2 separate regions of the Gossypium hirsutum genome follow, and region 2 is linked to region 1. Evidence: chromatin contacts called from public Hi-C data. All regions are on one chromosome and are shown on one strand. Each heading gives the region's core, a stretch centred on a gene start, on an enhancer-like site or on the middle of the called end of the contact. The rest is flanking DNA. Distances are from core to core; before and after follow the strand shown.

Region 1 (6,269 bases), core at 1,147-3,646:
TGACCTAAATCTATATATTTTTATAAATGCGTGTATGTATGTAGCCAATAACATGTTTCTACCATGCAAACAAAAATAGCAGACTGATAAAATATATGAACCAATCCGATATATTTTCTTCCCATCCAATATTTTTCTGGTCTTTTATGGAATGGTAGAACATATACTCATCAATGTTAGACAAACATACAAGACATTAGATGCGACAGCAACAACAAAAAGCTCATTTACTAAGACAAAAGATTAACAATAGGTATCGAACACATACGTTGCATACCATTACAGATACAGAACCAATCTTTAAGAAACTTGGGTTGCCATTACTGCCTTATAGGCTTAACCATATTGCTATCAACCAGCAGAATTTGGCTTCCTATGAGTTGCCAATCCAAAATGGTGAACACAGTATATGTATATATATGTATGTACATGCCAATCACATGTTTTCTAACATGCAAACCAAGATGGCATATTGAAAAATGATTTGAACCAAACAAATACATTTCTCCTCATCCAACATTTCTCTAGTCATTCGTATCATGGTAGAACAAATCATCATCAATGTTAGAACTCAGACAAACATACAAGAAGTTTAGATGCAACAATAACTAAAAGCACATTTACTAGAAAAAGTATCATGTAAACCACAGTACTAGAACTCCGATTGCATTTTGACCCATATACTAAAAAATGGGCAAATTAATCCCTATATGTTAGATTAAAGAACAAATTGGTCCTTCTATTAAAAATTTCATTCATTTTTACTATTAAAAGCTTGTCTCTATACATCAGTATAAGGTACAAGTGACATGCCATATGTTATTATTTGATTCTTCTATCAGCCACTGCAGTTTTTAAAAGTACAAATGGATGCAACAATAACTAAAAGCACATTTACTAGTAAAAGTATCATGGAAATCTCAATACTAGAAGTCAAATTACATTTTGACTTATATACTAAAAAAATATGCAAATTAATCATTGTAAGTTACATCAAAGAACAAACTAGTCCTTCTATTAAAACTTCAATTCATTTTTACTATTAAAAACTTGTCCCTATACATCAGTAACAAGTGGCATATCATATGTTATTGTCTTTATTATTCTATTAGATATGTCAGCTTTTAACAATATAAAGTGATAAAATTTTTAAAAACTAATTTATCCAATTTTTTAGTAGAGAGAGCAAAATGCAACTTAACTTCTTGTAATTTTGCACTCATTTATTCATTGGGATCCTTTACAATTTCCACCAATCATGTTATGTAGAAGACTAGGATAAAAGATAAATAAAAGGTTTGAGTTAAGCCAATCCATTTGTTATCCCATCAAAACATACTTTTGTACAAAAAAATGCAAGCAATAAAACAAGATATGATAAACAAGTAAACTTTGCAACTAAGAATCCAACATTTACTAATTATAGAATCTACATTAGCAACACATCAAGTAAGCAGAATGAACAGAAAAAGCAAAGACTAACACTGTATAATGGACCTTCCAAATCTCTATGTGTCTATGGTATTCCCAAGTCCAAATGAGAAATGTTCACGAACAGGTGAAAACTCCACTAATCCAATATCCATTGCATACCCAGAAACAGGCAATTTCAACTCTCTCAACACACAAAAAGCCTCAGCCATTCTTGTTTTAGGCACTTCTTGAGCTACGGGACAATAAGGGATCCAAGCATCAGCTTTAAACTCTTCCCCAATTTCAATCCCTTCTTTTTAATTGCCTCACATACCTGAGCCTGGAATTGTAGGAGCGTCATTGTTGGAGCTGGTGAAAGGAAGAGAACATTGTTTTCATTTGGGAAAGCCCCAATTGAAGAAAAAGAAATAGGTAAAGGTTCTTGCTTTGAAGCAAAGGACTTTATAACGGATTCAAGCTTTGCAGGATCGAGAAAAGGGCTTGAAAAGAGAGTAATGTGAGGCCTTGATTCGATTTCAATTAACTGAGTGCTGATTTGACGACGAGCCAAAACATTCCAAGCTTTTAAGACCTGGTTCTCAAGTGCTGGATCGAAGTAAAGCTCAATTGAGAAACCTTGTGACATTGAATTTTTTTTTTTACGATAACAAAAAAGGATCCGAAATTTTTTTTTTAAAAAAAAGGAGATCTAAAAGTACCCAGACAATGAAAATTGGAACTTGATGAATAATTAGGGATAACCAGGGAGGGGGAATTCAAAACCCTAGAAAGAACATGGGAATTAAAGATGCCAAAATTAGATTTGGTATTGTGAAGGCCAAAGAAGAAGGTACAAAGTGAAAAGAAATACAGGAATTTTATGTTGTTCTTTCACCTTTTTTGGCCAAAGATAGATAATAAAGAGGGGGAACTTTGTATGGGCAATTTGGAGTATCCATCGCCGTCCATGCGGCTCGCTCATAAAAGAGGAAAATTTTCTAAATTTCAAACTGAATATATCTTTGGCTTAACACCTCTTTTCACCCTGTATTATAGCTAAATTTTCACTTTGGTACCTAAACTATTTTTATCAGTTTGGACCTTGTACTTTCTTTTTTTATTAGTTTGGCCCGTATACTTTAATTCTATAATCTTGTACTCTCTCAAAATTTAAAATTTAATCCTTATACTTTAATTTTGAGACATTAAATCTTTGTATTTTTTTATTAAAAAATCTTGATCTCTCCATTTAAACGGTATCAACGGTAAAATAATTTTTTTAGCCCTCAATATTTATAATTTTTGTCAATCGGTCCTTACACTACATAAAAATTTTAAAAAATATTTTTCCTTATTTTAAATAAAAGCATAAAAATTAAAAAATTAAAACTTTTTTCCAAAAAATTAAAAAATTATGGAAAAAATAAAAATGATTCTAAATATATTCCAAAATTCAATGTTATCTAAACTGCACCTGACCAACCAGTCGGATCAGGAATCAGTTGGGATATCAATTTGACGAGAGGTAAAAATAGGTTGACTCGCGAATCGGTACAGATTGATTGAACCAAGCTAAAAATTGGTTAAACAAACAATTGAACTATTTTCGATCTAGTCTAACCAATTGATTCTCAAAACGGCCAACACGATTGGTTCAAATCAAATAAATTATTTTAAAAAAAATCAAAGTTATAAAATAGGTTCAATTTCCAGTTCTACTAGTTTTTTAGTTTGGTTTAATCAATCCATACCAATTCATGAGTCAACCAGTTTTTTACCTCTCACCCAGACCAATACCCCATTAGTTCTTGATCCAATTAGTTCTGCCAGGTTTAGATAAAATTAAATTTTAGAATTTTTTTATAGTTTTAAAAAATCTTTTTATTTTTATTTTGAATTTTAAAGTGTTATTATTATTTTTTTCAATTTTTTTAAAAGATTATAATTATAGTTTGAATTTTTTATTTTTTTTACAATAAGGAAAAGAATTAATTTTTTTTAAAAAATATATATATATGTACTTGGCATGGATCAAGTTGACAATAAACTTCACATGTTAAAGACTAAAAAATTTTTAAAAATGAAAAAACCAATTGACCTCCAAATTGGTATGCATCGGTAGAATTGGGCTAAAAAATCAATTGAACTAGTAATTGAATTGATATTTATAATTTTTTTAATATTTTATTTTAAATAATTTATTTGTTTTGATCCAGTCGGATCAGTCGTTCTGGGAACCAATTAATCAAACCAGTTTGAAATCAGTTCAACAAACTTTTTAGTTTGGTTCAACCAGTTTGTACCGATTCACAGGTCAACCGATTTTTTTACCTTTCACCGAATTGATACCTCAACTGGTTCTCGATCCAACTGGTTGGTTTTCATAACATTAATTTTTGAAATTTTATTTTATATTTTTAAAATCATTTTTATTTTTTGAATTTTAAAGAGTTTTTATATTTTTCATAATTATTTTTATTTTTAAAAAATATTTTTATATTTTATGTACAATATAAAAAAATTTAAAATTTTTTATGTACGTTTAAAGAATAAGGACTATATTAACCACGAGAGTTAGGTGAGATGGCAAATGTCTCTCCTACCTTAACCAATGGCCAAGGGTTCGATCCTCGTCCTAAGTATGAAGCAACTTTAAAACTCGTGGCCAACATCTATACCGTAATGGGTCTACAAAATATGGAGGATTAATTACTAGACTCGCTCCAGTAGATACTTTAAGAAATAAAGAAAAAGAGTAAGGACTATTGATAAAAAAATTATAAATTTGGAGAGCTAAAAAATTATTTTTACCTTTGATGTTATAATCCAATTTCAGTAACTAATATTCATAAATTCCAACTCAATTTCTCTAAGTTGTCATAAATGGTAACTTAATCAAAGAACAACTAATGGGTTGGTTGAACCAATCTTAATACGTTGAAAATCTACAAGCATCACTCCAAAATAAGCTTGCTTACCTATTAATCTACGGTGGATTATGAAGAATAATCTTCAGTGGAAATGGATGGTGATGATTATATTTAGCCACTTACCTTAACTTAATTATGGCACAATTGATTTTAAGGACATGCTAAATTATTACATAAGTTTCTCTTATTTATTTCATCATTTGTTAATTTCTTCAATTTAATCCTTATATTATTTATTTAACAACTTAATTAATTTAATTACTAAGTTAATTCCATTTCTAATTCTCGTATTTGACTTGTAAATTTTCTTAGTTTAACTTACCGGATGGTTCGACTTAACAAATTCAATCTCGAAACTAATTTTTCTAACACAGACAAAAATCGGGTCATACATTATGACATTTTCAAATCAACTTCCATATCTAAGTTTCACCTAATTGAGTTAGTTTAACTCGTTTCAGAGCATCATCAGCCCCCAGGGCTTGTAATACCTAATTCGCATGATCTTTTACATGCTATCGTTCATTATACTAATATTTACATTTAATTAATCAAATCAAGCATAAGTTATACATTTCACATATAAAGTAGAATCATCAATTACATAATACATAGTTTGTGGCCCCTGTCAATCGAGCACGGACTCAAGACAGTTACACGGATCATCCTACCATCACACCAATATAAATTGCATCCATTACATCATTGGTAAATTCAAAGTAATATGCACTTTGCGCCTCATCGGCATAAGCCAAAGTAATGTGTGCCCAGTACCTCATCAGAATGTCTAAAGTAATATGCGCTCAATGCCTCATCAGTACAAATCGAAGTAATCCCCATATAACTAATCCTTATGACATTTCAACTATACTGGACTCTATCTGAGACCATGTAATATAATATTCATCATATCAATATATAACTAATCCTTATGACATGTCAACTATACCCAACTCTATCGAAACCATTAATTTACATGGCATTTTAATATCATTTGCATATATTATCATACTTTCACATGCTAATATTTCTTTCATTATCTTATCATTCTTTCTTATATATTTCAAGCATTAAAACACATCTCCATATTAGCATTCAATCACATATATTTCACCATACTTACCAATCATGAAGCAAAGTACCAAATGTTACCTTATTCAATTAGATGCTTAATAAGCTAGAAATTGAAAGTACAACATTATTTGCATTCATCACCAAATACTTTCATAATCTCAATCATGTCATAAGTATAAGCTTATTTGTATATATAACAAATTAAATCATAATCAACTAACTTAGCACACACATATGTATATGTGAAAATAATAAAAATAAAGAAACACACAGATTTTTACGTGGAAACCCTTTCGGGAAAAAACCACGGGCAAAGGAGAAGAAAATTCACTAAGTCGAATTCGAATAATTACAAGAGGAATAGACTATGTCTATTTATAGGCTTGTAAAGCCATATTTTAGAAAATCTGAAACACCTTAATCTAATCAATATCAAATAGATGGTATTTAATAAGATTTAAAAAACCTTATTCTAAAAATAAAATAAAGAAAGTGTAATTCTATATGGATTTTTCTTTTATTTGATTTTATCACTATATTTTATTTAAATAAGGATTCGGGTCACTAAATTCTAACAATCTCCACCTTGACACGAATTCTCAATGAACAAGTTCTTCATCGCGAACTCTCAACGAACAAGTTCTCCACCTCTTCCATAAAACCCCTTAAGGGTTTAACTTCAACAATGAACACCAACCAAGTCTAAGCAATGCTCAAACTTGGTTATAGGAAGTGACTTAGTCATCATATCTGCAGGATTTTCATGAGTACTAATTTTGCTTACAACAATATCACCACGAGCAATAATATCACGAACAAAATGATACCGAACATCAATGTGTTTTGTTCTCT
Region 2 (6,269 bases), core at 2,010-4,509, 290 kb after region 1:
GAATAGAAGTAACAAAAAGGAATATACACCTTCTTCAATCCTCGAATTAGAAATCGTCGCATTCTTGCTTCACTGATTTCCTCCTCAACATCTAATTCTAAAATTTTAGAACAAATGCTTTTAACTCTCAAGAAATATTCAGAAATAGACATATTACCTTGAGTTAAGGATGCAAGATCATTCTCCAAAAATTGTAAACAAGCTGTGTTCTTTTTAGAAAACAATCACTCAAGAGTTTCCCATAATTTTTTTGGTGAATTAACGTCACGAACATGATCAAAGAACTCCCTACTAATGGAAGTTCTCAATGCAAAGAGCTCTTTTCCGCATTTAATCTTCTATTTCCTCCGGACTTTAACATTCTCATGAGTGTCTGTAGGAATTTCTGTATCTACTCTTGTAACCAGATCCCAAAGATCCTGGCCTTGAAGAAATGCCTCCATACACATCCTCTAATACTTGTAGTTCGTCCCTACAAGTCCCTCAACACCATACTGAGTGTTAGAACTATTTCCCCCATTTGCTAACTCTATCTCTGTTTTTAGCTTCGAATCTCTTCCAACAAGACAAAACAGATGATTTGATAGACAAAGAGACAAAAAAACAAAGTAATAGTTTTTTTTTTCCTTTTAACCTGGCGCTGATACCATGAAACAAAACAGGGATGCAAGCATTTTGTAGTTAACAAGAGAAATAGTTGAGAAAAACTTGATTATTTATTAACATGCTGCAAAAGGGTTTAAATACATAAAGAATGTAACAAAGTGTTCCTAAAAAAACTCCAACTATTCTAGAAAATAAGGAAGCAATAAGGTGCGTTATTGACTTCAACTAAGCAACTTATTCCTAGATTTTAGGAACAAAGTACTTGACCAAGCAAAATAGAAACATGAACAACAAAGTAAACATAAATTACTGAGATGCACTATTTTTAATAGAGTTGTGATAAAAGATGTTATATTGAAGATGTTATGGTCATGGTAGCATAATTTAAGTGTTGATTATGTTGACATTATAGTATGTTTTATTTCTTAATGGATATATGTACGTATTTGTTTTTTTTTTCACAAGTATTTGAGGTTTTCGTATTTTTTGAAGCTTAAACAATGTCGGGAAAAGGGAAACTTCAGCTGAAGCCTTTGATTTGTAATGAATTTTGCATTTTTGTTTAGTTCAGGCATGTACTAGGACCTTTGAGTGAATATTCTGTAATGATGATTATATGTCAAATTTCTATGTCGATCAATGCTTGTTAATGCATATGTGACATGTTGGTTTTATGTTTGTGCATATAAGTGAACTTTGATATCCAAATTAATGTTGAGTACATTGTTAAAATGTATGATTTTTACTTAGGTAGCTATATTTTGATTAAGCATGTTATTGGATGAGAATTTTGTATTTTAGACTTAGATTGATATGCTTAATTTGTGCATATACTTTTGATGCATGTTTAAACATGTTTATGTTTATTTTTGAAGCATGTTGGAATGACTTGAAATGGTAATTTTTGCATTTCTAGGCTTAAATCTCAAGACTAGTATGAATAAGTATAGAGACTTATTTAAAATTTGGTCTATTTCTATAGATTAGTTGGACAAGTATTGATACTTGGTCACCGGGTATCGAGACTTGACTCTAAGTATCAAGACTTGCACAAACAACTTCAATTTTTATGTTTCAACGGTTGCCAGTATTGAGACTTGTACCCTAATTCTCGAGTCTTACTACCTTATTTTGATATTTTAGACTTCGAATGTCGTATTAATGCTCGTTTGAGATTGATTTTTATTTATAGTACTCTGTAACTGATTGTAATAACTAAATGTTAGTTTTAATTATATTGAATTTTTAATTATGCATGTTAAATAATTTGTTTTGAATTTGATTTGTTTGGATTACTTTGGTAACCAATGTGGCATCTTATATTTGGATCTATAATCTGGGTTGAGGGTAGGGTGTTAGAGGAAAGCACTAATTATACTTTTATTTAAAATTAGTGTAAATAATTTATAAAAAATTCCTATGCAGCTGAGTTAAATATTTAGTAGGTAAAAATGTATGAAAAAAATAATTTGTCAACAAGACTTCATATTATTTAAACAAGATTAGTAAAATAATATAAATTTATTTTTAAAATAAAATATATGTTCTAAAGTTAAAATACTATTATTATTGCATAAAAATAACTTCTTAAACATAAATTATGTATAGGTATATTTGAAAAGAAAGTGTAATTAGATTTCAATGTAATTGTTTGTAGTTACCCGTATAATTACGCCAATTCTCATCCTTCCCTACGGATAGGAGAGTATAATTAGAGTGCTCCGCCTCCAATTATACTCAATTCAGTGGAACCTGCTAACAGTTACAAGCAATCAAATAAATGTGAATACTAAGTGCTTTCCAAATTCAATCTTAATGTGAAGAAGAAGTGAATTCAGATTCTATAGCAATTATACGAATTTAGATTAAAATATTATAAAAAAACAAAAAAAAAATCATCTATACTATAAACTCTTAACTAAAAGTAGTGTCGATAATTAATTGGGCATCGATTTAATTAGGAAATGATTAAAAATAATATTTTTAGGTAAAAAACTCAAAGTTAATATTAAGCGACTTGGTCTTTCCTACAAAAATTAGAGTAATTTAATCATTGTTAATTTCGAAAATGAGCAATAAAAGATAATTAATTGCAATATTAACATTTTTCATCAAATATACATAATTTTGATTGATATAATAACAATTTAAGCTTTCTATATTTATATATTTCATGTAAATATTGACAAAACGTATAGATATTGCGAACTAAATTTGTTAAATCAAACCAGATCGATAAAATATGTGAATTTTGAAGACTAAATTTATTATTATATGTACAATTAAGGTAAAAAAAATTAACATTTTACTTTCCATAAATTTAATATTAAAAATATATATTTATTTTTTATATTTTTATTATAAAATTAATAAAATAAATATTTATTATTTCATTCTAGGGTGTAGTATATCCTAATTAAATATAAAAATATATTAAAAAAAGAGGATATATTTATCACAAAAAGAAAAACCTCAAACTATTTGACTTCTAGTTATCCCCGTTTGAAGACAAGATCCCCAAACCAACTCTTTCCTAAACAGAAAACAATTTAGACTTATTTCCACGTGTCAGTGTAATAAAGCGAGTACTGTAAATTTCCTCCTATCCAAAAAATAAATATAAAATAATTAAAAAAAGCTTCTCTCTTCTCTATTTTAATATTTTCCTCTGACAATTCTTTATATTTTTTTAACCTTCGGTTCCAATTTTTTTAAAAAAGCTTTCAGAAAGAAATGTATTTGTTCTTCGAAAAACCCCGACTCGGATAAAGAAAAAACCAACAAAAAAAATGGAACTCTCCGATTCGAACGATTCAAAGCCCGAGACTCGTTCACCCCTCGGCATCGATCTAAACGAGATCCCTTCTTCTTCTTTTGCCGAAACCCTACCCGACTCCGACTCCGCCGAACCCGATTCCTTTTCGATTGTTCGGGCTATCCACGAGAATCCCGACCCGGCTCTTGGTGAAGCCGCCGGTGTTCCCGTTGCCAACGAGGAGGAGCAGTGTGGTGTCTGTGGCTTGTCGGCGGCGACGCCCGGTGGAGGAGGAGGAGGAAGAGTGGTGGTTTGTGATGGATGTGAGCGAGGGTTTCACTTGGCATGCTCCGGGGTTTCCGAGAAGTTGCTTTCGGGGGCGGAGTGGGTTTGTGGAGCGTGTGTTGGCCGCGGAGTAAGGAGTAAACGGTGGCCGCTTGGGTTTAAGGCCAAGAAGCGCATCCTTGATATTAATGCTTCCCCGCCGAGTGATGGTGACGGCGATGGTGAGGAGGTGCAGGAGTTATTGAGGTAAAACTTAAAGCTTAATATTAGAAACTCGAGTTTAGCTTTTTTTAATTGAAGCTTTGTAAGTCTTTTCAGCCTGCATTATTGTTAACTGTGTAGTTATGACTTAAGAGTTGAATAAATTTGAAATGTGGTTTCTGGGGATGTTAGATATTGATTGCTTGATTTATTTCTAGCGTTCTTTAGCTTAATGTGTTAATTTGGAGATGGATTAGGGCATTTTTAAAAGCAAATAACAGGTAAGTAATTGAATATTGACTTGTTTATTTGTGTGCTAGTAGTGGAATATTGTGCTGAGGGTTAGTTAAAAATTGCAATGCATGTTGACAGGCAGATTGTTTGCGTTTGTTTAGTGTGTGTGAACTGTTAGATATGGTCAGGATGTTTAGGTAGGGTGTACCCGTGATTCATCATAAGGACATTAATTATAGTCAATGGTTTTGAAGCTGATCAGTGGGTAATTGAACTGGTTGGTAGCTGTAGATTGTACAACTAGTCATACTGCTTATGAGATAATTGATGTCTTTTTGGTTGCTTTTTAGCAGTTTACTTGATTTAAATGTCTATAAACGAATCTACCCCCATTTTGCCTGTAAAGTTTGTCCTGAAATTTGTAAAGACTACTAGCTGATGCCTGATGGTGGGACAGTTTGATGGTGATAGAGAGTATATGTTAAGTAAGGATTTAAGATGATTAGTCCTTTTCCATGAATTGAAAATTCTGGGGGTTGAAGTTGAATGATTTGCCATTGACCTGAAAACTGTGGTTCTGCTGGTACCATGTCATTCTTTTGTTCCTTGTTTGAATATTGTTTTCCTTACAAGTGTAATTTGTTGCTACCTTTGGCATGTGAAGGGTTATGCTGCTCTTACACATGGATTGTAGGCTTTTGGGGGTTTTTTTTTTTGGGGGGGGGGTGTTAGTTTATTTTGATTATGCGAAGATGTATCAGTTCTGCCATTTTCACTGAACCTTTAGGGTATTGACTATGTTGGAACCACCTTGTTGACCAATGCTATGACTTTCTCATGCAGTTTGAGTTCGTACAGTTGAAACATAGAAATTACTGCCAAAAGATAGTATTTTCTTTTGCATTTAGAGCCTTCTTCGTGCTCATGAATTTCTCTATACAAATAAGAATGTATAAACCAATCTTGTCATCGCACTGTATGACAATTATTGTTTTTCTATTTGAAGTTGTGTTTCAATAGTCTTTAACTGTTTATTCCATAGGTGTTCTACCACTGCCAACATCACAGCATTGTACCGCATTTATATTATATTGACTATGTTGGAACCACCTGGTTAGCCAATGCCATGACTTTTTCATGCAGTTTGTGTTCGTACAGTTGAAACTTAGAAAGTGCTACCCAAAGATAGTATTTTCTCTTCCATTTAAAGCCTTCTTCATGCTCACAAATTTCTATATACAAATTAGAATGTTTAACCCAAGCTTGTTGCGGCACTGTACAGCAATTATTGTTTTCCTCGTTGAAATTGTGTCTCAGTAGTCTTTAACTGTTTATTCCTCTGGTGTTCTACTGCTGCCAACATTGCAGCACTGTATTGCGTTTATATTCTTTCTCTTTCATATTGCTGCTCAATAGTCTTTAACCTGTTTATCTGTGAAGTGCCTTATTGCTGCTAACTTCCTTAACATGCTTTTTCATTTCTAGTAGGTTGTTTCTTGATTCATAGATTGCGCTTCCTTGTGGAAGTGGTGTTATGCTACTCTTCTCCTTAGGTAGTCACCTGTACTAGTTCTCATTTGATAGATTGAGGAAACTCAAAATTCTAAATGGATGCTGTTTATCTTGTCCTGCTATGTTGAAGCTTAGTTTTGTCTATACCATGATGAAACTGTTTCCAAAAATTAAGTTCTGTTAACTTGGAACAGTGGGAAATCAGCTAACATGTTTAATACCACTCTTCCTGTGCTATAAAAGTGGTGTACTTAATAGTATGTCTCCTGCTCATTTACTTACTAGTGAGAAGGTGCTATTCTCTTATGATTTAGCTCATTTTTTTCTTCCTTCAGTTCATCTTGTTTGAATAGCTTTATTTATTTTAAATTTCTCTTTAAATTTAAGTTATTATATATCATCACTGGTTAACATATATCTTGGTTCCAGACAGCACACAGCGGGTGACAATTCTTTTGTTGGCAATCGGTTAGGTGCCCCCTTGACTTGTATGAATTCCTTGTATGCGGGTAATGGGTTTGGCTCTCAAAAAGCTTCTAGGATTGTGACACATGCTGTTAAAGTGGGTTTTGAAGATTTATTTCATTGTATGCGAACTAGAGATAGAAGTTTTGATGAGGTAGATTTGGGTTCTCCGCTAGGGTCTTTGAGGAATAGTAGTAATACAGCTATTAGA

Evidence for each region. A called contact is a pair of places that touch in the nucleus more often than the background predicts.
Region 2: a contact with region 1 is called in a Hi-C map of leaf, with 2.4 times the contacts expected there. The contact joins the promoter of LOC107888647 here to the enhancer-like site in region 1. A contact is called at or near these places in 5 of 34 Hi-C or Micro-C datasets (hypocotyl and leaf).

The regions. Positions count from the first base shown.
Region 1 is chrA09:8,001,160-8,007,428 of Gossypium_hirsutum_v2.1, forward strand. It overlaps the pseudogene LOC107888656. Among protein-coding and RNA genes, the nearest start is that of LOC107888655, 9.3 kb to the right of the region's middle. Within about 2 kb of position 2,397, at least 7 of the 9 cell types and tissues checked have an H3K27ac peak or open chromatin away from gene starts, as enhancers often do. A contact at or near this core is called in leaf, where this site is marked.
Region 2 is chrA09:8,289,820-8,296,088 of Gossypium_hirsutum_v2.1, forward strand. It overlaps LOC107888647 (methyl-CpG-binding domain-containing protein 9), which reads left to right and starts at 3,260. Exons shown (of 10, transcript XM_016812815.2): 1 at 3,260-3,892; 2 at 6,023-6,269. The coding sequence starts at 3,396.